Linked DNA regions of Mus musculus: regions 1, 2, 3, 4 and 5 are each linked to region 6. The links are chromatin contacts, called in public HiChIP or PLAC-seq, Micro-C and promoter capture Hi-C maps. All regions are on one chromosome and are shown on one strand. The core of a region is the stretch at or near the end of the contact, and the rest is flanking DNA. Distances in the headings are between cores, read along the strand shown.

Evidence for each region. Promoter capture Hi-C pulls out the DNA fragments that hold promoters and counts their contacts. A called contact is a pair of places that touch in the nucleus more often than the background predicts. HiChIP or PLAC-seq counts read pairs in DNA pulled down with a chosen protein or histone mark.
Region 1: a contact with region 6 is called in an H3K4me3 HiChIP or PLAC-seq map of forebrain, with 4 times the contacts expected there. The contact joins the promoter of Zbtb9 here to the promoter of Hmga1 in region 6. A contact is called at or near these places in 8 of 39 promoter capture datasets (the 3T3-L1 cell line, the C10 cell line, frontonasal cranial neural crest and 5 more), 9 of 115 datasets of contacts at active chromatin or transcription factors (VIP interneurons, bone marrow-derived macrophages, embryonic basal ganglia and 6 more) and 1 of 9 other capture datasets (embryonic stem cells).
Region 2: a contact with region 6 is called in a Micro-C map of embryonic stem cells, with 4 times the contacts expected there. The contact joins the promoter of Tcp11 here to the promoter of Hmga1 in region 6. A contact is called at or near these places in 18 of 39 promoter capture datasets (the 3T3-L1 cell line, 3T3-L1-derived adipocytes, the HPC-7 cell line and 11 more), 3 of 15 datasets of contacts at CTCF or cohesin (the NIH/3T3 cell line and embryonic stem cells), 9 of 484 Hi-C or Micro-C datasets (the N1E-115 cell line, embryonic stem cells, muscle stem cells and 2 more), 20 of 115 datasets of contacts at active chromatin or transcription factors (T-cell acute lymphoblastic leukemia, bone marrow-derived macrophages, embryonic basal ganglia and 8 more) and 1 of 9 other capture datasets (embryonic stem cells).
Region 3: an H3K27ac HiChIP or PLAC-seq map of T-cell acute lymphoblastic leukemia shows a contact between it and region 6, with 2.6 times the contacts expected there. The contact joins the enhancer-like site here to the promoter of Hmga1 in region 6. A contact is called at or near these places in 4 of 39 promoter capture datasets (the C10 cell line, cranial neural crest, hippocampal neurons and 1 more), 12 of 115 datasets of contacts at active chromatin or transcription factors (T-cell acute lymphoblastic leukemia, bone marrow-derived macrophages, embryonic stem cells and 6 more) and 1 of 9 other capture datasets (liver).
Region 4: a Micro-C map of embryonic stem cells shows a contact between it and region 6, with 4 times the contacts expected there. The contact joins the promoter of Scube3 here to the promoter of Hmga1 in region 6. A contact is called at or near these places in 5 of 39 promoter capture datasets (cranial neural crest, embryonic stem cells, hippocampal neurons and 1 more), 3 of 484 Hi-C or Micro-C datasets (all in embryonic stem cells), 5 of 115 datasets of contacts at active chromatin or transcription factors (embryonic stem cells, epiblast stem cells and stem cell-derived neural progenitor cells) and 1 of 9 other capture datasets (adipose tissue).
Region 5: a contact with region 6 is called in a promoter capture Hi-C map of the HPC-7 cell line, with 6 times the contacts expected there. The contact joins the promoter of Ggnbp1 here to the promoter of Hmga1 in region 6. A contact is called at or near these places in 14 of 39 promoter capture datasets (the 3T3-L1 cell line, 3T3-L1-derived adipocytes, the C10 cell line and 10 more), 1 of 15 datasets of contacts at CTCF or cohesin (the NIH/3T3 cell line), 7 of 484 Hi-C or Micro-C datasets (B cells, the G1E-ER4 cell line and embryonic stem cells), 29 of 115 datasets of contacts at active chromatin or transcription factors (the 230-238 cell line, the NIH/3T3 cell line, the SCID.adh cell line and 20 more) and 4 of 9 other capture datasets (adipose tissue, embryonic stem cells, liver and 1 more).

The regions. Positions count from the first base shown.
Region 1 is chr17:26,971,563-26,975,684 of GRCm38.p6, forward strand. Zbtb9 (zinc finger and BTB domain containing 9) reads left to right here and starts at 1,617. Exons shown (of 2, transcript NM_001005916.2): 1 at 1,617-1,752; 2 at 1,994-4,122. The coding sequence starts at 2,061. The coding sequence ends at 3,440. Syngap1 (synaptic Ras GTPase activating protein 1 homolog (rat)) reads left to right here. Exons shown (of 19, transcript NM_001281491.2): 19 at 1-872.
Region 2 is chr17:28,078,600-28,083,033 of GRCm38.p6, forward strand. Tcp11 (t-complex protein 11) reads right to left here and starts at 2,040. Exons shown (of 10, transcript NM_001085555.1): 1 at 1,976-2,040; 2 at 1,560-1,706. The coding sequence starts at 1,680.
Region 3 is chr17:26,998,485-27,002,701 of GRCm38.p6, forward strand. No RefSeq gene overlaps it. Among named protein-coding and RNA genes, the nearest start is that of Zbtb9, 27 kb to the left of the region's middle. Within about 2 kb of position 1,642, at least 40 of the 459 cell types and tissues checked have an H3K27ac peak or open chromatin away from gene starts, as enhancers often do. A contact at or near this core is called in T-cell acute lymphoblastic leukemia, bone marrow-derived macrophages and memory CD8 T cells, where this site is marked.
Region 4 is chr17:28,140,188-28,144,173 of GRCm38.p6, forward strand. Scube3 (signal peptide, CUB domain, EGF-like 3) reads left to right here and starts at 2,122. Exons shown (of 22, transcript NM_001004366.2): 1 at 2,122-2,423. The coding sequence starts at 2,339.
Region 5 is chr17:27,026,203-27,030,560 of GRCm38.p6, forward strand. It overlaps Ggnbp1 (gametogenetin binding protein 1), which reads left to right and starts at 3,057. Exons shown (of 6, transcript NM_027544.2): 1 at 3,057-3,744. The coding sequence starts at 3,257. Bak1 (BCL2-antagonist/killer 1) reads right to left here and starts at 2,425. Exons shown (of 6, transcript NM_007523.3): 1 at 2,209-2,425.
Region 6 is chr17:27,553,814-27,558,323 of GRCm38.p6, forward strand. It overlaps Hmga1 (high mobility group AT-hook 1), which reads left to right and starts at 2,761. Exons shown (of 5, transcript NM_001025427.3): 1 at 2,761-2,898.

The DNA.
Region 1 (4,122 bases), core at 367-2,866, 580 kb before region 6:
TCTCTCCCCCAGGATGGGGGGACCTGTGTTGGAGGATGGGTGTTTGGGGGCCCCCTTACATGACTCTGTCCCCTGGGGGAGGTAGGACAGGGCTGGGCTTCCCTCTCACCCTCACCCTCACCCAGTCTCCCTCCCTCCCGCCAGCTCCATGCTTTTTCGGTGTTTTTCTGTACATAGCTCTCTGGCGGTATAGGGGAGGTAGGATGGATGGGGTTTGGGGTGGGTAGGCCATGGAAGGGGAGAAACCCCTCCCGGGTACCCCCTCTTCTCTGACTGCTGCCCCCTACCCAGCCTTGTCTCTTCACTCCTTGCGTTTGGTATTGAGAATTCTTCCCAGACTCCAGACTCGATCTTTCTTTTGTATGGACAGCTCTCCTTCGGTCTAACCCTCTACATACACCCACCCAGCCGGGGCCAAATTTATACTTATATAAAAGTTGTAAATATGTGAAATTTTATCCCATGCCCTTTCCTCTGCTTTCCCCATCAGGCCTTACCCTTGAACCTCCTCCCTCCTCTTTGGCTGTTGTAATTATCTGGGGTTTGTACTGTACATAATTGGGGAGGGGGGCTGGGAGGCGACCCCTCTGTACAGAGCTTCCTGGCTCCCTAGCCCCACCCCTCACTTCCCTCCCCACCCACCACCTTAAGAGTAGGGAGAAGATCTTCTTACTCTTTTTTTTTTTTTTTTTTTTTGCTGTTTGTTTACTCGTTCTCCTTCCTGCCCCTGCTCCCAGACTCTTGGTCCCCCACCACTGCCCCCCCTTTTCTCCCACTCCCAGGCCCATTTCCTTTTTTTTTTTTTCTTTTCTTTTCTGGAGTGTGTGGTGAAACAGAAAAATCATGTTTAATAAACGGAGATTGTTCTTTTATCACTGGGCTGACTTTTATTTATTTTTGGATTTTCAAGACAGAGAGTCTCCTTGTGTGGCTCTGGCTGGCCTGGAACTCTGTAGACCAGGGTGGCCTTGATTGAACTCAAGAGATCTGCCTGCCCCTGCCTCCAAAGTGCTGGGACTAAGTGCTGCCTCCCCCGGCGTTGGGCCGACTTTTTAGCCCGGGGTCTCCAGAACGACCTGAAGGGTGACAGGGACTACTTTTGGAAAGAACAGTCCTCTTACATTACACACTATACCACCCAGTCAGGAGAACAATATATACCGCAGGGTCTTCCTGGTGAAACTCACACTCCCGCTCTCTCTCCGCCGCAGCACTGGACTCGCTTTAGCGCCCCAAAGACTCCAAGTGCAGGGTCTGTGCAAGACCCTCTTGACTTAGGGCTTAATTGTGAGGACGCTCCTCTGCGAAATGGAGGAAAGGACCCAGGTCCTCAGCAAGCGTGCGCTCCAGACTTCAGACCCGGTTGTCCCGCGTGCACGCGGAGGGCAGCAGCACCTACCTCGCGCGGCGGGACGAGGGAAGCAAGCCTTACTGCGGAGCCCGTGGCTCCCCTCACTGCTACTCCAGAACTGAGGGAACCGCCTTCCACTTCCGCCGCCCTCCCCAAGCCCCGGCCCTCCGTCCGCACAGCCAATGAGGAGACGGCTTGTAGGCTGCCGCTCTCCCATTGGCTGCAGAACTGGTCCCGCCCTCCGTGCCTGGCCGCATTGGCGTCCGGCGGAACTGCGGTAGCTTCCGGCCGGCCAGGCGCACTGGCGGTTGAGGTGCTCCGACGCGGTCGCGCGTGCGGTGGGGGCGTGTCGGTGGGACGTCGCGGGGCCGGAGCTCACTGAGCCGGCCGGAGCGAGCACGGTGAGGAGGGGCGAGCGGTGGCGGAGGGCGACCGGAGCCGGCGAGGTGGGGCGCCATCCCTTCCCTCCTTAGCTTCCGCTGGGCCTGGAGGTGTAAACCCTGGTGTTTTGTTGGGTTTCCTGGTGGGCGGAACTAATATACAGAAGCTTGTCACCGAAGAGTTTTCAAGGGTCGGTGGCGAGCGGCTTGAGACAGGTCTCATACCCCGAACTTGTGTGACCCCAGTCTCTTTCCTCCGCAGCCTTCACCCCGTATAGAACCCTGCACTGCCCGACTCCCCGGGATTTATTTCTCTTCCCGAGGTAGCCATGGATGCTTCGACTCCTTTGCCTCCCGCATCCTCATCTCCGAGATGCAACCCAGCCCCACAGACAATCCACATTGAGTTCCCTCATCATAGCTCTTCGCTGCTGGAATCCCTGAACCGCCACAGGCTGGAGGGAAAGTTCTGTGATGTGTCCCTCCTGGTTCAGGGCAGGGAACTTAGGGCTCACAAAGCAGTGTTGGCTGCTGCCTCTCCTTACTTCCATGACAAGCTGCTTTTGGGGGATGCGCCCCGACTGACTTTACCGAATGTCATCGAGGCCGATGCGTTCGAGGGACTGCTTCAGCTCATTTATTCAGGAAGCCTCCACCTGCCGCTGGATGCCCTCCCTGCCCATCTCCTTGTAGCCAGCGGCCTTCAGATGTGGCAAGTGGTAGATCGGTGCTCAGAGATTCTTCGAGAACTAGAAACGTCTGGTGGGATTTCAGCCGGTGGAAGAGCCTCCAGCCTCACACTTATTTCCACAACATCTTCAGGAGGCTGGTGCATTCGCTCTTCCCCTTTCCAGAACCCAGTACGCTCCTCTGCTTCTACAGAGAATTCTGTTCTCCCTGAGAGCCCCGCTGGAGGGGAGGGGAGTGAACTAGAAGGAATGTTACAGATTCAGGTGAAAGTAGAGGAGGAAGAGGAGCAGGGGTCAGCAGCTCCACTCTTTCAGACTCCTCAGCCGGAGAGAGTGTCGGGAGGGGTTTCCCAAGCTTGTGGATCCCACCCATTGCCTACACCTGCTCTTCCCAGCAAGCCTTCAGAGGATGAGAGCTCAACAGTAGATCCTCCTGCCCCTCCTGTACAAGCTTCCCAAATCTTATATGTGAATCAGGAAAACGTTGAGTGTAAGGAGGAGATAGCAAGAGGCACAAAGGAAAAGACCAAAGTACTATCTGGAGAGGACTCTGAGGAGAAGGAGGAGCTGAGATACTTGCTGTCCTCAGGAGGAGGGGAATCGTCTGGGGCAGGAGATCCATCGTGGAAACCAGTGGATCTTCATGGGAATGAAATCCTGTCAGGGGATGGAGGACCTGGAGGAACAGGGCAGGCTATGCATGGGCCTGTGAAGCTAGGAGGGACACCCCCTGCAGATGGGAAGTGCTTTGCTTGCTTGTGTGGAAAACGGTTTGCAGTAAAGCCGAAACGAGACCGACACATCATGTTGACGTTCAGCCTTCGCCCTTTTGGATGTGGCATCTGTAATAAACGTTTCAAGTTGAAGCATCATCTAACAGAGCACATGAAGACCCATGCGAGAGCTCTGCATGCGTGTCCCCATTGTGGCCGTCGATTCCGTGTCCAGGCCTTCTTCCTTCGCCACCGGGACTTATGCAAGGGCCAGGGCTGGCCCACTTACCACTGGACTTACAAATGACTACTGGTGCTCTCTAGTGATTTCTAGGACAAGATAGCCCCTGCTGCTGCTGGACTCTTACCTTCACCACCTCAGTCCTGGATTGTATAATCATTCCAAGAGATTATATATATTGTCATGAACCCCTTACTCTTGGGTATGGGTCTCACCCTGGTAGTCCAGGTTTAGACAGACTTTAGAAAATCATGCTTCTGGTCACTTAACCTAAATGGCCCTTTTTGTATTGATAGCCAGTGAAGGAACTGCTGAGCTCAGATTAATGAGAGAGGAGTTGGGGCATAGTCACCCAGTAACTCTTAACTTCATCTTCATGGGGGGGAGAGGGAGCTGGTCTCCAACTAGGAATGCATTTGATTCAGAGCTCAAGTAATTGCCAGACTAAGGTCTGAGCGGCTTCTCCCTCCCTGTTAGCAGTATTCTGTTTCTGTACTTTCTGTCATTTTCCAGATGCTTTTTAGGTTCTCACCAGTATACACCTTTCCCAAATATCCTTTTAAAAATACTTGAGTGGGGCTGGAGAGATGGCTCAGTTATTAAAAGCACTCTGCTCTTCTAGAAGTCCTGAGTTCAATTCCCAGCAACCACATGGTGGCTCACAACCATCTAAAATGGATCTGATGCCCTCTTCTGGCATGCAGGCATACATGCAGACAGAGCATTCATACATTTAAGAAAAATGTAT
Region 2 (4,434 bases), core at 790-3,289, 520 kb after region 6:
CACAATGTTTTGTTTTGTTTTGTTTTGTTTTGTTTGTTTTTCGAGACAGGGTTTCTCTGTGTAGCCCTGACTGTCCTGAAACTCACTCTGTAGACCAGGCTGGCCTCAAACTCAGAAGTCTGCCTGCCTCTGCCTCCCAAGTGCTGGGATTAAAGGCTTGTGCCACCACTGCCCGGCAAAAGAAAATAACTGTAGAGATCCCATAGGACAGCACTGTCTTTCTCAGAAGGAAACATGACAGAAGTATTTAGAGTCATGCCTGTATCCTCAGACAGTAAGGAAAAAGGAAAAAAACACACACACACAGAGAAAATTAAAAATGGAGGAAGTCTCTGGGTTTTACGTTTCAACAAATTGAAAATATTTCATGGTGAGAAAATTGACTGGACTTTGATAGAAAATCTAGAGTCCTTGGCTGGGTTATAAAAGCATAAACTACAGGCTGGACAGATGGCCAAGTGGTTAAGCCACTTGCTGCCCTTTCCTAAGAGCTGGGTTACCCTTGGCTCACAAGCATCTGTAACTCCAGTTTCAGGGCGCCCGACATCTCTTCTGGCCCTGAACACACACGGTGCACAGACATACCTGTAGACAAAACACCCACTCACACAAAGAAAAATAAACCTTTTTATAAAAACAAAGGTGACCGGACCCTGCTCTTCCCAGCATCTGTGCAGTCCTTCATTATCCCAGCCGAAATGGCTGGCATGACACAATCAGATCCGTAAACAAATCCGAGGTGAAAGGAAACCTTCAAAGCTACAGCCACTCCTCAAGAAACTCTCCAACTGCAAGAAGCAGCCAGTTCCGCCCAGAGCACTCCGGAACAAGGAGGGCTTAAAGAGTAGAGATTTAAGTGTGGCTACAATTCTTAAAAATTCAGATTGCCCCCCTAAAAAAAGAAAACTGCAACACAACAAAGCCAACGTGTTATACACAGTTCCAAATTTTTACAAAAGGAATTTGATTGTATACTCAGGAGTCACTGTACCTATGGATGCAACAGCCATTGTAAGAACTGTTTCCAAACCAGCAGCACCAGCACGCCCTGACCTTGAACCCCACAGGCCAGGTTCCTATTTGGATACACAACCCCAGCCCGAACCCAACCCACCCCACCCCACCCCTCCGGGTACACCTGGATCTTGTCTCAAGTCACAGCGTTAAGCAGCAGCGACCCCGCGTGGCCACAGAGGAGAGACTAACTGTCCAGCGTCACAGGAAATCCATGGCAACGCTTGTGCGGGAGCATTTGAAACGAGGGGGAGGGAGGTCCGGACCTGCAGTCCCCGCACTTGGGGGACCCTGCCTCAAGCAGATACCTAGCCTGTGCGAGCTCGGGGTCCCGCCGAGGTGGCCCTTTCCCGGGGATGGCGGAAGCGGTGCCCCACGCGTGACCGAGGGGAGCTTCGCTCGGGCGGAGGGCTGGGGACACCGGGAGGTCGGGCCAGTCCGCAGTCCTCCGTGGCCCACGGGACCTCGTGGCGCCGTCTTTACCCCGCGCCCCTGCGCGGACCCTGGGGTGAGGGCGGCCGTGCTCGGGCGACGGTTGAACCTACACGATCGGTGCCCCTGGGCGCTGCTCGCGCTCTCCCGGGTGTTTCCCCCGCGGGATTCACGGGAGGCGCTCTCTGCCGCGCCGGGCTCCTTCCGGGCCGCCCTCTCTTTCACGTCTGGCATCCTGGTGATGGTGGTGGTGGTGGTATCTGTGTGGTGACAAATGTTGGGGGCTCGTCAGGGCCAGGGGGGACCAGAGCTGGCGCAGGAAGAAACTGAGGCCGCAGCCCCGACGGACGCCCCTCCCCTTACCCCTCTCCATCCCTCACCACCCCTTGTCTCTCCCTCTCAGTATGCCTCTTCCCCTCACCTCCTCTTCCCCTCTCCCTTCCCCTCTTTCATCCCTTCCCCTCCGTGGCTCACCTCCGCCCTCCCCCTCCACTTTCTCCCTCCCCTTCCCTCTCTCCACTCAGCTCACTTCCTTCTCTGCCGGCCCGCCCGCTCTGGCTGGCTGGGCGGCACGGGGTGCGGGTGGGCTAAACCACTTGGGGGGATGAGGCAGGGGCGGCGTGGCTGGGTGGAGCCACTGAGCCCCACGTCGATGCTGTCACACACTCCACATCCCCACCCTGCGAACTGAGCAGGAGTGGGAACGCCCGGTGTTGCCAAACAAACAGCTTAGGTGTCCTGGCAACGAGGCGCGAGGCGCGTGGCAGCCCTCCCCACCAGCATCGCGACCCGCCACCGACCATCTGCCGCCACCTTGGGTGAGACCGAGACTGGGGCAGGACGGTCATCCCTATTGATTCCAAGTGTCAGGATCTGGGGCTTAGGGGTAGCCTGCAGAGCATGCACAGGGGTGCTAGCCTCGAACTGCTGACCCTACAGCCTCTGCCTGAGTGCTGGGGTCACCCGTGTGAGCCACCACCAAGGGTTCATGTAGTGCTGGGCATGGAAGGGACCTCATAGGCTGAGCTCCATTTCCAGATTCTTAAAAAAAATGGAGGGTGAGGCCTGGAGAGATGGCTCAGCTGTTAGGACCACTGGCTTTCTTCCAGAGGACCAGGGTTCGATTCCCAGCACCAACATGATGGATCTCGGCCATCTGCCACTCCAGTTCCTCGGGATCATACTTCCTATATTTACATATATTTACATACACGCAGGCAAAATACCCATACATATAAAATTGTCTTGTTTTACATATAACATTCTCTTGTGTTTTTTGCTTTTTTCCCAAGACAAAGAAAGTTTCTCTATGCTGCCCCAGCAGTCAGGGAACTCTTCTGTAGACCAGGCTGGCCTCAAACTCAGATCTTCCTGCCTCTGCAGGGATTAAAGTCTTTTAAATACCCACGCCTTGGGTTTGGGGAGAGAACATGGAGAGGGTGTTTTTCCCTCATATTCTTTCTGGCCTCTTAATTACTCTGACTTGAAGTCATCATAAAACCTATGCAAATGCATCCCATCCATGCAGTACCCCAGGCGTTCAGAAGAGGGCGTGCGATCCCCCGGAAATGGCTGTACCGCCTGATGCCGCTGCTTTGCTTGCCAATCCCTGACTTTGGAAAACCTGAAAGTAACGGTGCAGGCCTGTCACCCTAGCTACTGGGGAGACTGAGGCAAGAGGACAGACTGGCCAAGGCCTGCTTGGACTACACAGTTCCAGGACAGACGAAGCAACTAAAGTTTAAAGACAAAACAAAGCCAGATAATGGGTGCAACTTAGTAACAAAATGCCGGCCATGTTTGAGGGCCCAGGTTCAGTTCCAATACTGCAAGGTAGGATTTACTGAAAAGAATTTAAGGTTGTAGCTTGGTTGGTATCCCTGGGTTCAATTCTCACCGACCACCTAAACTATCTCCAGCACATACTAAGCTTCCTTCCTCCCTCCCCATTGTGCTTCTTGGAATTTCGGGGTGTGCTTCTTGGAATTTCCCTCCAGGTGGTCAACGGGGACGTGAACAGAAGCTACGCAGTGATGTCACAGCTTCCTGTCACATGAAAACTCGGAGTCTGGAAAGATGGCACCCAAGTGGCGGCCTAGAAATACCTGGTGCCCTCTTGTGGGGCCCCTAAGGGTGTGTGTGTGTGTGTGTGTGTGTGTGTGTGTGTGTGTATGTACACACACATACACATACATGCAGGGAAAACATTTTTTTTTATGACATGTTTTCTCTGTGTAGCCCCAGCTATCCTGGAACTCCCTCTGTAGACCAGGCTGGCCTCAAACTCCCAGAGATCTGCCTGCCTCTGCCTCCATGCGTACTGGGATTAAAAGCTTTCGCCACCACTGCCTGGCCTATTTGGGACTATTAATGTCAAGGAGAGAAAAAAAATTGAGCTTGTTTTTAAATAGTAGCCCTCCCGATAAAAGAATCAGTGCTATAGAGCTCTTCCCAGATGTCTGAATTCCCCTAGGAATCTATCTGTACTCGTAAAATAGCCGCTCTCTATATAACATCTGTGGGTCAGCCAAATGCACTAATGGGCCAAGGATCCAGCTTCCAATCCTGACCTCCTGAGTTCAATCCCCAAGACTCCCATAATTCCAGGAGAGACCTGCCACACACGAGCTGGCCTCAGGCTCCACACCTGTGCCACACCATGTACACACACACACACACACACACACACACGTGCGCGCGCACACGCACGCACACACATACACACAGTGTAATTAAAACTTTTAAAATCTGACTTCTCTTGGAGGGTTGTAGGGAGATAATCAGAGCAGGCATCTATGGTGGGGGTGGGGCTGAAGCAAGAAGAGGGGAGCGTGGAGGTGGCCGAGGAGGGAACCGAGGAAGGCTAAGGGAAGCGTTTTCCCAGAGCCAGGCAAGGTGCAGACGTCCAGGATCCTTATCATTAACACTTATCAGAAGCAGCCAAGCAAAAGTTATCGTCAAGAGCCTAGAAGGACGAGAGGAGATATG
Region 3 (4,217 bases), core at 392-2,891, 560 kb before region 6:
GTGTGGTTTGCCACAGAGGCCGTGGGGGATCTGAAGCACGGGGCTGGTGTGGTATCGACCCGCCAGTGGGAATTTAGCGTGCTGGGTGGAGAGATTTTGGAGCTCTGAATCAGTCTCCCTGAGATAAGAGCTGGCCAGGCTTGAGAGTAGCAGGGTGTAGCGCGGGAACTTGGAGTTCTTGTAATATTTCCCGCAAGATTGCTGTATGCCTGTAACCCTTTGGTAACAAGAGGCTAAGGGGAAAAGAATTTGAGTTCCAGGTCAGCCTGGGTGACACAGTAAGAACTTGGGTAAAAAAGTCCAGGGGAGCCGGGCAGTGGTGGTGCACACCTTTAATCCCAACACTCGGGAGGCAGAGGCAGGCAGATTTCTGAGTTCGAGGCCAGCCTGGTCTACAGAATGAGTTCCAGGACAGCCAGGGCTATACAGAGAAACCCTGTCTCGAAAAAACAAACAAACAAACAAATAATAAATAAATAAATAAATAAATAAATAAATAAATAAAAAAAATCCAGGGAAGGGCTGGAGAGATGTCCAAGTGGTTAAGAGCACTGGCTGCTTTTCCAGAGGTCCTGAGTTCAATTCCCAGCAACCACATGGTGGATCACAACCATCTGTAATGGGATCTGATGCCCTCTTCTGGTGTGTCTGAAGACAGTGACAGTGTACGCACAGACATGAAATAACTAAGTCCGCAGCTTGGAAAGGTAAGGCTAGAATGGGAGCAAGTGCATGCCTGTCACCTCAGCACTTGGGTGCTGAAGCAGAGGGTCCCCTCTGCGTTTAGCTTGTTACAGCACGGGCACAAGCAGGTGAATGACTTAAGATTGATCGGAAGGACTCCGGTGGGTGAGTGGGCACAGAGTCAGGAGCTGTGTGGGTAGCGGGAAACAATCAAATCCCTTCTCTCATTTGGTTAAAGAAAAAAGAACATGTGCATGCACATGTGTGTACATGTGTGTGAGGAGACCAGAGGAGGGTGTTTGATCCCTAAAGCTAGAGTGACAGGGACTCGTGAGCCACCCAGGGGTGCTAGGAAGCAGATTTGAGCACTCCAGGAAAGCAGTAGCGGCTCTTAGCCACTGAGCCATCTCTTCAGCCCCTCTCTTTTAATTTTTACTACATTAAAAAAAATTAATTTCATGTCTGTGAGTACACTGTTGCTATCTTCAGACACACCAGAAGAGGGCATTGGGTCCCATTACAGATGGCTATAAGCTACCATGTGGTTGCTAGGATTTGAACTCAGGACCTCTGGAAGGGCAGCCAGTGCTCTTAGCCATTGAGCCATCTCTCCAGCCCAAATGTGTAACCCAGGCTAGCCTTGAACTCATGATCCTCCTCCCTCTGCCTCCTTCAGCAAATCCTACCAGCGTGTGCCACCACAACAGGCTCTTACTACATTTTTTATCATCTCTCTGTCTCTGTGTGTGCGTGTTCATGAGACAGAGCGTCTGTACAGGTCAGAGGACATCTCTCAGGAGTCGGTTCTCTCCTTCCACCCCATGGATCCAGAGGACCAAACTCAGTCTGTCAGGCTTTATGACAAGCCATCTTCACCAGCAGCATTTGTGCATTCTTCTCCCTTACCCCTGTTCATGAGTGACTCCGAGAACTTCCTGACTGTGAAGACAAGACAGCAGGCAGGACCCACCTCCTCGGGTTGTGACGGGGATGAGCGGAAATGGCAAGCTCAACTCACCCTGCTCAGCACCTGGCTCCTGAGGCATTCCAAGGGAATGTGACTGTCTACCTCTACAGATCCGCGCATGCGCGTGCTCGCGGGCCCCATTCTCCCTGTTGTTCCCGGCGCTATTAATTTCACTTTCTACTTACTATTTTTGGCACTTCAGAGGAGGAGTCTGTGGCTTTCTAGCAATTCTGGATATTATGGTGTTCTCTCTCACCTCTCACGGGGTTTCAAGGCTCATAAACCTCCCCCCTCCGGGCTTGCTGCCTTATTCCTGGCAATTTGGAAGGCAGTGCTGTGCCATCCTGCCCACACTTGACTGTTGAGGATCCCCCCTCCCCCAGCCTTTGCTTAAGAGGAGGGTCTTATGAAGGCTTTATTTTTAAGTAAGACTCTCTACCTCCATTTCCCCTGCCCCCATGCTTCAACCTCTCCTGCTCTCCTGAGACAGTGGAGGGCTTCCATCCCTTTCCTTTCTCCCCGCACTCTGGATTTCAAGATCAGCCTGACCCAGAGAAGGGGCAAATGGACCACATATATGCTGGGGTAGCCACACAAAGACCAGCAGAAATGGCTCACTCCATCCTCACTCATTCATACGAGAGTTGGGATGTTATAGGCCACTGGTAAGGCTGGGTGTGACGGCGCACACAACTGTAATCCGAGCGGTCAGAAACAGGAGTGCTACAAGTTCGATGCTAGCCCAGTACACGTGGCCTGTTCTAGGGTAGCCACCCTGTCTCAGAAAACAAAACAAAAAGCTGTGTGTAGCTTTCAAGCCAGCCTGGAAAGGCAGCCTCTCCTCCCGCGTGCCCTGTCTTCCCCTGTGCCCCCAACCTTGGTTTCAAATAGAACTGCAAATGGAAACCTGGCCAACTCTGGCTGAAGTCCTCTTCCCAAGACCTTTCTTCTTTAGCCTGAGGTGGCCTCAACCCACCATTCCCCAAAGCACACCACACATCTGTGTCTCTAAGTGTAAAATTGCAGGATGGACCGCACAGACACCCTGCATTCAACAAGGCCTGTGTCTTTCGCTCCAAGGTGGGTTCGGCTACCCAGGGAAGACAACAATGAGTGTACACCTAGCCCAGTGCAGCCACAGACGGGAAGCAATTCCATCTCTGTAAGTCTACAGCGCCCCCTTCAGGAACAGACAACAGGAAAGGGTGTCACCACCTGCAGGCAACCTCCTAGGCCTGGCCAATCCAGGCTGCTCTCTCTGACTCTTGACCATTGCCCTTGGCACTGCTGTTCCAACTCCTGCCGGTCAACTCCTTTGGCCACTAAAAGCCTAGAGACAGCTGGGTGTGTTGGCGCACACCTTTAATCCCAGCACTCCAGAGGCTGAGACTATTCAGATATATTGTTGGTCAGCCTGGTCTACACAGAGAGAGTTCCAGCACAGCCAGGGCTACACAAAGAAACCTTGTCTGCAAAGTGGTGGGGAAGACCTAGAGACCTTGAAGAAATTACCTGTTGAAATGGTGGATTTCAGAAAGGCAGAAACCAAAGCCACGTAATTAGAGTCACGTGATACAGGTCCCTCCCTCCTGCCCAGGAGGGAACAAGTGTGGCCTGAGCCGAGTTGATGGGTTCCCGTTGCACAGATCTTCCTGGGAAGACATGAACAAACATCTGCTTGCCCAAGGTGGTCGACCAACTTATCACCAAGGAGGAATTCCAACCCAAGGCTGAGTGCTGAGCCGGTGAGCTCTCTGAGAGTAGGAAAGGAGACAACTGAGCTGCCAACTCTCTGAGAAGAAGGCCCCAGCACTGCAAAGACTCATGAAAACTGCACCCAGGAAGTGCTTACTGCTCATGTCTGTCTCTTGGACAGGTCCCCTTCTTTAGAGATTTATATTTTCAGTTATATGGACTGGCATCTGTAAATGCAGTATCCTTGGTGGCCAGAAGAGGGCGCTGGATTCCTCTGGCTCTGGAGTTAAAGGAGACGAGCTGTCCGAAAGGGACTGGTAACCAAATTCTGGTCCTTTGAGAGACCAGCATGTGCTCCTACTGCTAAGCCATCTCTCCGGCCTCTATTGTCAAGCCTTACAAGACTCCTTCCTCCCTCCTGGAGCGGATGTGTCGATTGGGAATGGAGAGGAAGCACACAGGAGGGTCCTGGCTTTCAATCCCCAGTCACCCATCCTCTTATGGTTAGGCGTGCTTGCTCTCTGTTCCCACCCTGACCAGCTATTCTCTGCAAAGCCCCTTGTACTCATCTGATCTGGGTATGTTGAATGATATCTTTCCCACCAGAGATATAAGTCCACTCCCTAGTCCTGGGTCCCGTAAGGTGACCGGATCTAGAAAAGGGATGTTTGTAGATGTGAGGACTCTGAAAATAAATAATCCTAGGTTATCTTAGGCCAATGTCTAGTGATGGCTGTCATAGGATACATACACACATGGTGGGGCGGGGGGGGGGGGAGCTGGCATCTTGATGTTTAAGTATATATATATGTGTTGTTTAAAGACATTTGGCTCTAAGGAGTGGACACAGTACCTTGACAAATCAGAGCCC
Region 4 (3,986 bases), core at 872-3,371, 590 kb after region 6:
GGGACTGTAGTCAAACAGGGCTTCCAGAGGACAGGGTAGCTTGGAAGGGCTTGGCTACTCACCGCCACTCCCACCCAAAACTCCAGGAGGACAGCGATGTTCAGGGGGTCCAGGAACTCTTCTCAAGCTCCTGGAGAGTCCTCCATGCCCACCTTAGCTGTGGGGTGGGAGGAGTGGGCTGGCAGCAAACCCCGCCTGCCTCAGGATGGAGAAGGGTGCACACTCAGGATTCCAAGAAGGCAGAGATGAAGGCAAGCAGGGCGGGAGACAATCTTCCCTCCCCACCTTGGGGCTTCTCTGCTCTCTCCAGTTCTCCCCAGGCACTGTCTGGCTACCCTCAATTCATCCCCCCCCACCCTTGTTTGGGGCAAAGAGAATGACAAGTTTGAACTTGTTCTCCAGCTTCCACATAATTGGTGGCAGCAGGCAAGGCTGCTCCAGAGGGAGGGGTTTACCAGAGGAATGGGGGAGGAAGGAATCTCAGGAGTGACAGGGCTGGGAGGGACCGTGTAGGGGGGTCATCTGACCAACCTTTCTGTGGCCTCCACTCCATTCCCATGACCTGTGTGTTCACCTCGCCCGCGCCATCTCTCGCATTGTACAAGGGGCCTCGAGGGTTCCTCTTCCTGGCTTTCCAGGGGCAGCGTCCCCTCAGCATCCTCTGGCCCAATAAACCCATCCTCCTTTTCTAGCTGGGGAAACTGAGGTCAATCGAGATGGGACCGGAAGCCAAGAGGCTTCTCAGGAGCTGGAACTGGGAAGTCAAAGCCTCTTTCTCTGTTCGTTCTCTTACCCTTTCATTTAATCCCTGCTAAAGGGAGGGCTCAACTCTTCTCCAGGGTAGGCAGGCGTCTGCTTACAGAGCCCACCCCCACCCCAGCTGAAGCCCGCTGCCAATGCCAAGGGTTTGAGGACTGAGTCATCTTTAGGGAGACCTTGGTCATTGCCCAGTTTTCCTGGGTACCCTGGGATTTTTTTTTTTTTTCCTGCACAAAATTGGCTCTGAAGCAGGCAGGACTCTGAGGCCTGGTACAATTGGCTCAGAGCGACTAAAGGGATAGGGGGAAAGGGGACAGTGTCCAGGACCCAGGGGAACTTGCTCCATCGGCAGAGTGTCTCTACTTTAAACCTAATCTCTGCTGCCAGTGAGGTTAGCACTGGAAGCCGGTTTGGAGAGATTGTACAGAGCCTTTGTGTGTGCCAAAGATGATCGTGGGGTAGCTTCTACCGGTGTGCTGAGCACTAGACAGTGCATATGGGAGCCACGCCGAGAAGGGCGTCTCAGCGGGCTACCTTCAACGCCCACAGAGCCTGCCCTTGGAGCCGGGCAGTTTTAGCCAGGACTCATCTGAGTATGAGGATTGTGTCCAGAGGGTGGGAGTGACTTTAGGGCTAAAGGTTCGGAGGACGTTCCTTGGACCGGAGTCCCAGCCCATCTCTGTTCCGAGGTGCAGCCCTTCCAAGCTTTCTCGACACCTCGCGCCCTCTTTGTCTCCCCGCCGAGGTGCGCGTGCAGACCTTCGCCGTTCGGCCCTCCTGACGTGCGAGCGCGGGGGGCGCACCCTCGGCTCCCCCGCTAGCTCCCCACAGGGAACGAGCGGACGAGCCGGAGCCCCGGTGCTGTTTGGTCTGGAGCGGAGCGGGGGCTTGCATTGATCCATTGATTGTGCGCGGTCTGCGCCTGACCTCCCTGCTCCCGGGGAAGCCGTCTCCATGGAGACCGGGCCCGCTCCCCCAGCGCCGGATTGTAAATTCCTGCAGGCAGCGGCCCGGCAGCCTGGGGAGGGGGCCGCGCGCCCGGGCGCGCAGGGGGAGCGGCCGCCACGCCGAGGCCCCCTTTGAAAGAAAAAAAAAAAAGGGCACGAAAAAGGAGGTGGAGGAGGAGGAGGACGGAGAGGAGAAGCAGGAGGGGCAGTGGGAAGGGGAGGAGGAAGAAAACGAAAAGGAGCAAGGAGAGGAGGAGAAAGAGGAGGAGGAGGAGGAGAAAGGCGAAGAAAAACAGACGGAGCCCGGGAGACGAGAAAGCAAGGGAGGAAGAAAGAGGCAGAAAGGGCGTGTTTAGGCGCTACGTCTCCCCTCCCCTTTCTCAGGTCCCAGCTCCGGCTCTGCGCGCTCGCTCTCAGGCTACAGCTCCCCGCGGGCGAAGCTGGGCGTCGGGTGCGATAGCCCGGGCCGCCCCTCGGGCCGCCGCCCCGCGCCTGCCCGCGTTCCCCACCGCGCGCTCCCCACGCCCAGCCCGGAGCCTCCGCGGGGCGCCTTCCAGTCCCCTCCCCCTCCTCCTCGCGCCCTCCCCGGGGCTGCGACACCCCCGCGGCCCCGCCGCGCGGAGCTCCAGGCCATGGGCTCGGGGCGCGTCCCCGGGCTCTGCCTGCTCCTCCTGCTGGTCCACGCGCGCGCCGCCCAGCATGGCAAAGCTGCGCAAGGTAAGGGAGGCGCGGTGCGGGATTGTGGGGCGGCGGGGCGGCGGGACAGAGGGGCGGCGGGACGGCGGGGCCCGAGCCACCAGGGCAGGTGTCTAGAAGTGCGTGGCTGTCAGGACCCGGCCCTGTGCCCCCCGACTCTTCGGCCAGTGGGGCACAGGGACGCTAGACCTCGGGGCGCTGCGCGACAGGCAATAGCGCCTGGGGAGGGGGGCGGCCAGCAGAAAGGAGCATGCATGCACTTCTGCCGGCTTCCCTGCCACCATCTAGCATCTTCCTCCGAGGTCAGAGAGAATCTTCTCTCAAACATTGCCAGGGACTCCACTTTGGAGCTTGAGACTGAGGGAAGGAAGTTTTCAACTCTGCTATACGCTTCGTAACCTCCTCCCCTGCCCGCATGAGGCAGAGTCAGGCCGAAATTTCGAAGTTACCGTCTTATCAAGTCGAAGGATGTTAAAGAAAAACACCTCTTTCGCGGTGAAACCGACTGCCTGTCACAGAATAGTAGGAGCAGTAGGAGAAAATGTCTGTGACTGCCTTCTGGCACGAACGTTGCGTTTCTGCCTTTGGGGGGGGGGAATCCCTTTCGTCTCGCATGGCTTTCATTTCTTATCATAATATTTATTTATTAAGGCCTGGGGTTTCCAATTCCATTTAAATCCAGGTTAGAATTGCATTAAAATAACAAAGTAAAATTCCAGGCTGGGAGCTCTGACAGATCCCTCTAGGAATTAGAGGGAGACTGGGAGGCCCTCCTGCCCCGGTCCCTGACCCCGCGCTCCTGGGCCAGCCAGTCCCAAGGCTGCGCTGGCAGAAACCAGGCTGGTGTCCCACAGTTCTCTGGGGACAGCCTCCCCTCCCCCCATTGACCTGCTGTACCCCTCCCCCCACGCTGTCCTCACCCAAAAGAGATTTATATGGACAAAAAGAAAATTCCTCTTAGCAAGATTTTGCCTGGGGAGGTAGATTCTGTCTATTGTCCTGGGGGTTCCTGAAGCCAGCCAGGGATGAAGAGGTGTCTGAGTCAGGAGGAAAGTTGAACTTGGGAGTTGAGGAAGTCGTCGAGTTGTCTGGCAGTCAGTCAGTCGGGTCAGTGTGTCGGGGGCGGGGGGGGGGGGGGGGCGGGCGGGGTGTGTGTGCTGAATCTTAAACTGGGCTATGCCAGCAGCTTTTCACTGTTGGTAGAAGGTGCTAAGCTAACACCTCCCTCCTCGTCCAAAACACTGCCTCTTCCCTTGCCCCCTCAGACCTGTCCATTAACATAACCAAACACGAGAGCCCCTCAGCTGTCAAGTACCAGACCCCACCCTCACTTCCTTCCAGCTTCAAACTGCCGCTTCTGCAGCCTTCGTACCAGACAGCCCGCTGCTGCCGCCGCCTGGAACAGCCCCTCTCCCCACAGAGGATTTGCTTGTGTGTTTTCGTAAACAAAGCTGGCTTTTGTAGTGCATGCTGACTTACTCATAACATGGAATTAGCTAGGGAGTTTAGTCTGAGGAAGGAACAGATTTCGTGCAGTAATCTAGAGACAAGATAAGGGCCTCTTTCAAGTTGGAGCCAGTGTCT
Region 5 (4,358 bases), core at 1,807-4,306, 530 kb before region 6:
TGGTTGCACCCCTTCAGGGGAAACACAAGGACCATTGAGGCAGCTAGGCAGAGACCAGGCGAGGTCAAGGTCTTGAGAAGGCTGCGACATAGACACAGCTCTTTCCAGTCACTCCCGGACAGCATGAAGCTGCTTTCAGAGACTGGTATGTGTGTGTGTGTGTGTGTGTGCGTGTGCGTGTGCGTGTGCGTGTGCGTGTGCGTGTGTGTGTGTTGTCCTTCTTCCTGGGGTTTCTGAGGCTGCCGGTCCCTTCCTCAGCCTGGCACCTCCCAGGTGGGACATGAATGTTTTCCAACAGGGCCTCTGGGCAGCAAACTCTACCATGGACTCTGGCCACTTAGGAGAACTTTGCTGTGTGTTGTGTGTTGAAAATTCCCGTTCGTGCTGGGTGTGATGGGACATGGTTTGATTCTAGTGTTTGGGAGAATCCTGGCAGTTTGGTCTACATATGGAGTCCCAGGCCAGCCAAGGCTAGGTAGTGAGATATAGTCTCAAAAAAAGAAAAAAAGGAAAGAAGGAACAAAAGAAAATACTCATAACACAGGTATGGCCAGTGCCTGTGCCTGCTTTACAGATTGGAAAAATAGGAGCAGAAAGAAATGGTTACCTGGGCCACGTGGCCAGAGAAAGACATTTGTCTGGCAGAATGATTGTTTTGTTTTTAACATATATATTAAACACACACACACTACATATGTACTACTCTACCTGCTCTCCAACAGTAAGCCTCCAGGGTGGTATTATTATTGATATTCCTATTATTATTATTAAGAGAGAGAGAGATCTGGGTGGAGTCAGCGTCCCCTGGCTCTGCTGGCCAGAGGACCTCATATGGTTGGTTTTGTGTGTGTGTGTGAACGTGTGTGAAGGTTAGGGGTAGTTGGTCAGTTCTCGGGAATGGGTTCTCTCCTTCCACCATGTGGGTTCCAGAGATAGAACCTGGGTTGTTACACTTGGCTGCAAGCCCCTTCATTTGCTGAGCTATCTCACTGGCCCAGAATTTTTTATTTTTGAGACAAAGTCTCAGGGCTTATTTCACAGTTTGTCCCCAGGGCACCTCTCCTTCCAACCACTGCTTGGAAGTGAGCTGGGGTCTCTCACAGTCTCCCCAGTGTACCTCACTGCTACAGCACACAGTGTGCCAAATCACACCATACTCTTTGGTGCTGTCTTCTTTGGTTATTGGTTTATTTATCTACCTACCTACCTGTCTATTTGTTCATTTCAGACAGGTTCCCTCTAGGCAGCCTGAGGAAAGTCTTGTATCCCTGATCCTCCTGACTCAGCCATTGGCTGGCTGGTGTTATAGCCACACCCAAGCCCGTTTTCCTCTTTGACCTGTCTCAGAGTTCGGTTAGTTCCTGAGGCAAGACCTTTCACTTTCAGTTTGCACCCTTTCAAGAGTTCCCACCCCTATGTGGGCCACCTCCATCACTGCAGGAAGCACTCTTTGAAAAGGGGTGGGGGAGGGCCGGCTCCCCTTCACCTCCCTCTTCATTGATGGAGACAGGGTGAGCAGACAGACCCTCCTCTTGCCATCCCTGAGAGCCAGGCCTCATCAAGACAACCCTCTGCTGGGCATAGTCTACCCAACGGCTCCTTCCGGGATAGGGTGCTCTTCCTGGTACCTTGTAATCCCAGGCCAGCAGGGCCAGGGGACGCTGACTTCATCCACATCTCTCTCTCTCAAAATAATAATAGTAATAATAACACCACCCTGGAGGCTTACTGTTAGAGAGCAGGAAGAGTCTCAGAAAAGCCCTCCACAGCCAGTGCTGCCCTGGCCCACCTGGCCCCCATCCAAGTCGCCTTGACTTCCCATTATGTCCACTGGCTGGGCCCAGGATGCATGTTCCTCACAACCGACCACTAGGCTGTACCTAGAATCATTCTGGGGGAGGACTGTCCGTGTCCTGGTACAGCAGGGAGTATCAACCGTATAATTTCTGTCTCTGTTCATGACCTTGACCCTCCCCTCCTTCCACATAAAAGTCCAGGGCCACCAGAACCGGGCAGGAAGGGGCGCTTCTGATGTATAGCCAGAGGCCCTGTGTGAACCATGCCTGCAGCTTCCCTTTCAGAACCTCCCAGGGAAGCCACATCAAGGCCTCCCTCCTCACCGGGTTGCCGATGGAGGTTTCTGCCCCACCCTGGGCCAGAATTGCCCAGGATTAGGACGGTGGGATTTGGCACTGGCTGCCCGTGTACCTGAATGACTCTGCTCCAGATGTGGGATGGCTCAGCCGTGCAAAGACGAAGACCCCGAAGGGCTTGCTGGCTGCTTCCAGGGGCCAAGGTTTCAGGCCTGACTGGCAGGAACTGGTATCAGTGGATTCATGGTGCTGGATGCCGCCTCGGGTTGCCTCTTGGCCCAGGAAACCTCGCGACTTTGTGACCATAGAGGAGGTCCCAGCTCCCGGCAATGACCAGCTCCCTCTAGAGGAAGTTCTCGGTGGCCGCCGGATGCAGGCGCTCAGGGAGGCTGCTGCTTAGGGGAAGGTCCTCGGCCGGGCTTGGAAGCAGCTACAGCCTCCCCTGCCTGCCCTGTCCCAGCCAAGGGGAAAAGCGTTCTGTTTTCTGCCTTTCCTGTCTCTGATTCCCGGGCCTCCTCTTCCATCTTCTCCCTCTAGTGAAAAGCAAACCACAGACAACAACAAAAACCAGGATGAGCTGACCTGCAGTCCCAGCGTTCAAGAGGCTGAAGCAGGAGGATCATGAAATAGAGGCCAGCCTGTGCTACTAACACCCTAAAAGAGAGGAGGAGGAGGGGGAAGGGGAGGAAGAAGAGGAGGAGGAGGGGCAGCTCAGAATTTGTGCTGTCCTAGATCCCTGCAGCCTGGCAGCTGCAGGGACTGATCTCAAACCCAGAGTAAACAGGAGTTTATGGATAGACAGGAGCATATGATGTCCTGTTCTCAGCGTGTGCACCCTCCTCCCCCCCCCCCCCGGCCGCCCTATCTGCCTTCAGCCAGGCTTCCACAGCCTGTGGGTGCTGTTGTGTTATGTCTCACCATCCCTCAATCTCCAGCCTTCCTCTGAGACCTGCTGAGCTGGACCCTGGCTAGCTCCCTCTACCCCTCTACCCGCTTTCCTTCCAGTAGACCCCCCCCCACCAGCCTCCAGTTATAGCCTCCCCCCACCCCCACCTCCTCTTTGCCTTCTAGAACTTCTGGAAGTTTCCAACTGGAGGTTTCTGCTAGCAGTTGGTCCTGGGCTGGCTGCCATGGCTTCTCCCTGAGTCGGGGTCCCACTCAGGATGGCAGCCCCGGCGCGGACCCCTCGGTCACGGATCTTAGGCTGCTCCTCCATGCTGCGCTTTCTCCGAAACCTGGTGGGGAGTAAGGGCGGTTCTAAGAGCACTAACAAGCCCCTGACCAGGAGCCAGCCCAGCTCCTCATGGGAGCAAGATGTTGTCTCCCCAATGATGGGCCACCAGGGAGGTCGTGGGAGGAAGGAGCCCCGGGCCAAGGTCCACTCTGCAGCTTCCTCTAATGGGAAGAGGGAGCCCCCGCCCAGGGTTCTCTCTGCAGCTCCCTCCAACCCGAGGCATGATGCCTTTGAGCTGGGCACTGGGGACTCAGGGTCCCAGACCCTCACCTCCAAGGATGTCCCGAAGCTAAGGGCCCAGGGTGTTGAGGTAACATCAGTTCCTCTCAGAGGAACCTGGGAGGTTCTGGAGCAGCTACCTGAGAAGAAAGGAGAGGAGGAGGAGCCAGTAGGGGAGGTCTCCGGGGCCTCAGACAGGTGAGGGGCTGGTGCTGCTGGTGCTAGGGCTGGTGGGGTAGCCTGATCTAGCTAGAACAGAAGGAGGATGCAGGCATGAGGGCCATGACTAGAAGCCCACAGCTGTAATGGGCTGGGGTAAGGGGTCCTGAATAGTGAAAGCCATGAGGGACAGTTAAGGGTCCCAAGGGAGGGAGGGTCAGCAAACAGGGCTGTGTGAGGAGTGGCTGGGAACTGAGGTGTGGCTTCAGAGTGGAGTACCGCCTGCCTAGCACGGTCCAGGCCTGGGTTTAGTCCCCAGCACAACAAAACACATTGGTGGCACACATCTTTCATCCCAGCACTCAGGAGGCAGAGGCAGGCAGATCTCTGCATTTGAGGCCAGCCTGGTCTACAGCTAGGGCCACACCGAGGGGTATCTTGTCTTGAAAAAACAAAGAACAACCAAAGAAAATATCCTAGAGGCTAGGAAGGGTGCACTAGAGTCTGGACAGAAGTACGCTGAAGTAGGCTCTGCTCCAGCCTGTACCCCTACTTTCCTGCCTGGCTTTCTCTCCCACTGGTCTTAGCAGCAGTTCCCTGTCTGGAAGGTGCCTAGCTCCCCACATCCTATGTCCCCCAGAGGTGGTAGGGAA
Region 6 (4,510 bases), core at 1,511-4,010:
CTTGGCAGCATCCTACCACCATGCTCCCCCAACACTCCCCTTTTAAGACAGGGTCTCTCTACACAGTCCTAGCTGTCCTGGAACTCATAAAGCCTGTGTCCCTCTGCTGCCACACCTGTCCCTCAGTCCTTTGTTTATTGCAGTTTGAGTCCCAAAACTAGGTAGGGTCTTCTGTTCCAGGTGACCTCTTTTCAGTGTCCTGGTTTGGTTACCGAGTCAGATACACCCCATCCTTACATGGAAATTAGAGACACAGAACACCAGACAGTCCCTTGCTGTACCCTTCAGGGAACAACAGGTCTCAAACTAGGGGGAACTCTCCCTACCAATCCTTCCAAGCTTTAACGGGTGAGCTATTCTTAACAAAGTCTAACCTGCTAGCCTGGGACGCAGGTCATTGGATCCCTGACATTCCAGTTGGGATCTCTGAAGGTCAGTGCTTACCGGAGAAGGGCATGGAAGACAACTTAGATACAGGCCCAGAACTCACCCCCCACTTGCCTCCTGTACCGGACCCATCCACTCTCCAGTTGCAAGGAAGTCCTGTTCAGGCCACTAACCAGTGCTTCCTGCATCTCCTACTAGGTCTTTAGGTTCCTGCCCTAAGTCTAAGCTTAAAAGCACACAGGACTTTGTGTCACTCACTGTGCCCTAAGAACTTGGAAGTCAAAAACGGGTTTTCAACATCACCGCTGCCTCTTGTCTGGTCTTCTTTCATTACAGTCAGGAGGTTCGATAGAACTCCTTACCGTCCCCCCACCCCCCATCACTCTTAAGCTTAAATATCATTGCAGAAGGAGAGGAATGGGATACAGGGTGCGCAAGCCGAAGAGCACGGAGGTATCTGCATGGGGGTCAGTGGGCGGAACTGTTTGTTTCTGGAGTGGGCAAGGCAGGAGGGAGACAAACTATTGTGTTTGCCTACTTCTAGAGAGGGTCTTGGGTCGATTACAAAAACACAAGACACAAAACCGGCCGGTGAGCATATCAGGATGAAAAGAAGCAGAAAAATACGATCAAGCCAGTTTACTAGAAGTGGGCCAAGCAATTGGCGAAGCTTTCCGAAAGCCCATCCAGGAAGGAAGGGTATCCTTTTCTGGTACACACAGGTCAGAGGCAGTGTCCGCCCAGGGGCCACTACTACGTCGGAGGAAAAGGGCCCGCGGGGCCATTCCCAAACTCTCCCCCTTCAACACCACAGCAAGGGCCTAGTGGCCTAGGCTGCTGGCAATGACCTGTACCATGGGAGGATGTGGGCTGGCGTTGGTGGGAGTTGGCAGCTTGCTCAGCCACACCTCGCTACGAAGGTCCCCAGAGCTCGCAGCAACTTCGAGCCCCTCCAGCCAACTCGGCTCGCGGGGCACAAAGATGGAGGGCGCGGCGCGCTTCCACCCCGCCCCGCCCCCACGGCGGTTGCACACAAAGGGGCAGCCGCTCCTCCCCCAGACTGCCCCGGCGCCCTAGGCTCCCCTCCACCCGTTGGGAACGCCCCTCCATGACTTCCTCCTTCTCCAGGGGCACCCCTGGAACTGAGGGTCACCTGGACCTTGGTCCGGGACCCGCGGCCTGCCGTGGCCTCCCGCGCCTGACCGCTGCGCCCCACCCCCACCGAGCACGTGCTGCCCTGCGCCCAGGGCGCCATCCTACGGCCCGGGGGTGGGGGGTGGGGGGTAGCCGGGCCCGCCGCGCTCCCCACCCCCCACCGGAAACATTCCTGAGGCATTCCTGAAACTGGGAGGCCCGCCTCCCCAAGGCTCCCACCCCGCCTCCAGCCGGGCGCACGCTGGGCCCCCGCGTACCCTTCCACCGCCCGCGCGCCCCCCGAGGAGAGGGCTGACCGCGGAGGAAGGGGAACAGAGTTATGAGTCACAGTCGTGTGTCACTGGGCCCGAATTACGATTCCCTGCATCACGAGAGGTGTGGAAAGGCCGACTCGGGGAACCGAGGTGGGGAGGTGCGTCCAAGGGCCCGCGCCCGGCCTGCAGGGCGCGCCCCACCGCCCGCCATCTTCCCACTTAGGCTTCCTCCGGCCCAGCAACAAGTCTTTTGTTGACCCAGGCGCCCAGAGGCGGGAAACTCGAACCCCTGCCCTCAAGGGGCTTCCAGGCGCCCCTTGTCTTAAGTCGTAAGTCACGGGGGCGGGGAATCACACCAGAGGGACCTCGTGCTTCCTCAACACCAAGCAGCTGGCCACCCGTGGCTCCTCCCCGCGATGTCCCGGCGAGGCGGCCAATCGCTCGGCTCCTTTGAAGCCTGCACCTGGGTGGCGGCCGTTACTAGATTTAAACCGTTGGCGTTGGCCAAGTTTCACGTTTGGGTTTCACAAGACTTTGTTTTTTACGCGCCTGGAGGCCTCCGGAGACGCACACGCCGTCACCTGCTTGGTGGCAGAGGGGAATTAAGGAGAGGCCCTCGACATGGGCTGGGGGGGGGGGGCGGCGTCCGGGCCGCGAGAAGCTCCTTAGGGTACGCGTGGACGTCCGAGGGCACAGGCGTCAGCGCGCGCCTCCCCGCGAGGCCGGAGTCCACGGGGGGGCTCCTGTAGGTGTGTCCCCGGGTCCCCACTTAAACAGCAGGGCCGCCGTCACCGGTTCCTCCAACGCCAGGCTGCTCGGGAACTGTGAGAAACGAGGGCCGTCGGCGCGCGTGCCCGCGGAAACCGCGCGCACAGTGGCGAGCTACCCGCGCGCGGCGGCGGCAGCTGGCGGGCGGCCGCCCTTTTAAATCCCCGGGCTCATTTGCATGGCCCCGCCCCCCGGTGACACGGCTGGCGCGGGCGGGCCCGTCCCCCCTGCCCCTGGGTCGCTCTTTTTAAGCTCCCCTGAGCCGGGGCTGCGCTCCTCTAATTGGGACTCCGAGTCGGGGCTATTTCTGGTGTTGGCGCGGCTCCAAGAAGGCGTGAGTTCGCCGCCGCTCGGGTGGCTTCTTTTTTTCCTGTAGGTCTAGAATCTAATCACATTATTATTTATTGAGGCCGCGCACGGGCCGTGCCCAGCTTCCTGCCCCTCGCCATCCTCCAGGGGAGCGGGATCCGTCAGTGTTCCCTCGCCCCAGCTCGGATGTGACACACATCCCCGGCGGGGGCCCGGGCGGCGCGCACGCAGCGGTCTCAGCGCCTCTGCCCTCTCCCGGTTTCAGATCCGCATTTGCGACCGGCGGCGGTGGCGGCAGAGCCCAGGCCGGTGCCCTGAGCCCAGCCACGCCGCACCCGGCAGCCCCGAGCGCGCCCCGCCGGCGGCCTGCGGAGCTCGCGGTGAGTGTCCGCGGCGCGCCCGGGGGGCCTGCGGCGCGCGCTGCCCGCTTTATTCCCAGGCCCCGGGCTTGCGCGGGCCGCGGGAAAGGGGAGGCCGCACTGTGCTCGCAGGCGGCGGGGCCGGGGTGGGTGTCCGCGGGGCGCCGCGTCCTCCGGTCCCCAGGTTGAGGGTGCCCGGGTTGCGACCGTGGGGTGCGGAGACCCCGGGGAACGGCGCGCGGAGGGGGAGGGGGCGCGCGACTGCGACGAGCGCCGCTTGTGCACCCAGCGGCGCCCGTGCACCTCGCGCTCGGCGAGCCCGGCCTCAGGGAGGGGCGCGCGCTGCGCAGCGGCGGGAGGTGGGCGCGCGCCCCCCTCAGCCAGGGAAGTTCTAGAAGTGCGGGGGAGGGGCCCGGCGACCCGAGATTCCTCTCTGGCCTCTCCTCCGCCTTTCCCAGAGTAGTACTGTGCGTGGACGAGGCCGGATCGCGAGGGCCTGGGTTTCGGGGTTTCACCCCCCACCCCCACACACACCTTTGGCCCTGCCCCGCGCCTCTTCAACCTCCAGGGCCAGGCCTGCCCTCCGCCCCCACAAACTGGTTCCTCTGCTTTGCTGGGTTCTGTTAGAACTAGTCCCTTCGACTCCCCGTTTCTGCCCCCCCCCCCGCTTTGGTTTTCATGGAGAGAGGAAGGGGTTTTTTTCTTCCTGCGACTCGCACCAGGTTTCCTGCCCCCAAGGCGGGCTTGGGTGCCCCCTCTGGCAGGAAGTGGGGCCGGGCGCACCCGCGTGGCGGTGCATGTGGTCGGGGTGCGCCGTTTCCCGCGCCTAAAGGGCTCTGCGCCCCTCCCCCTCGTCCTAGCTCCTAGAAGCGCCGGCCTACAACCACCAGGCTGGGACGCCAGCGAAGGCATCCTCATTCTGGAGTAGAGGGCGCCTGGGTCTTAACCTGCTTCTCAGTAAACAAAGTGGCGGTCTGTAAGCATTCCGCAAGAACCTCCATTTTACCAAGTTGCTGTGTGACCTTGGGCTATTGAGGGGTCTTCTCTCTATATTTAAAGGGGGACCCTTTAAGACCCTTAACAATAGGCCTGCCGGGATGTTACTCCTCTGGTAGTTCTTGCATAGTTACTGAAACGTTGAGGAGCCACAGCGTGTGCACCCGTGTGAGAGACAGGCTGGAGGCCCAAGAGAGACACATGGGGCTTGGACTCCTAAATGTGACTTGGCCATGCCAGACCTCCCTGATGCTCAGAAACAGGTGGAAGAGGTGAGGTTTT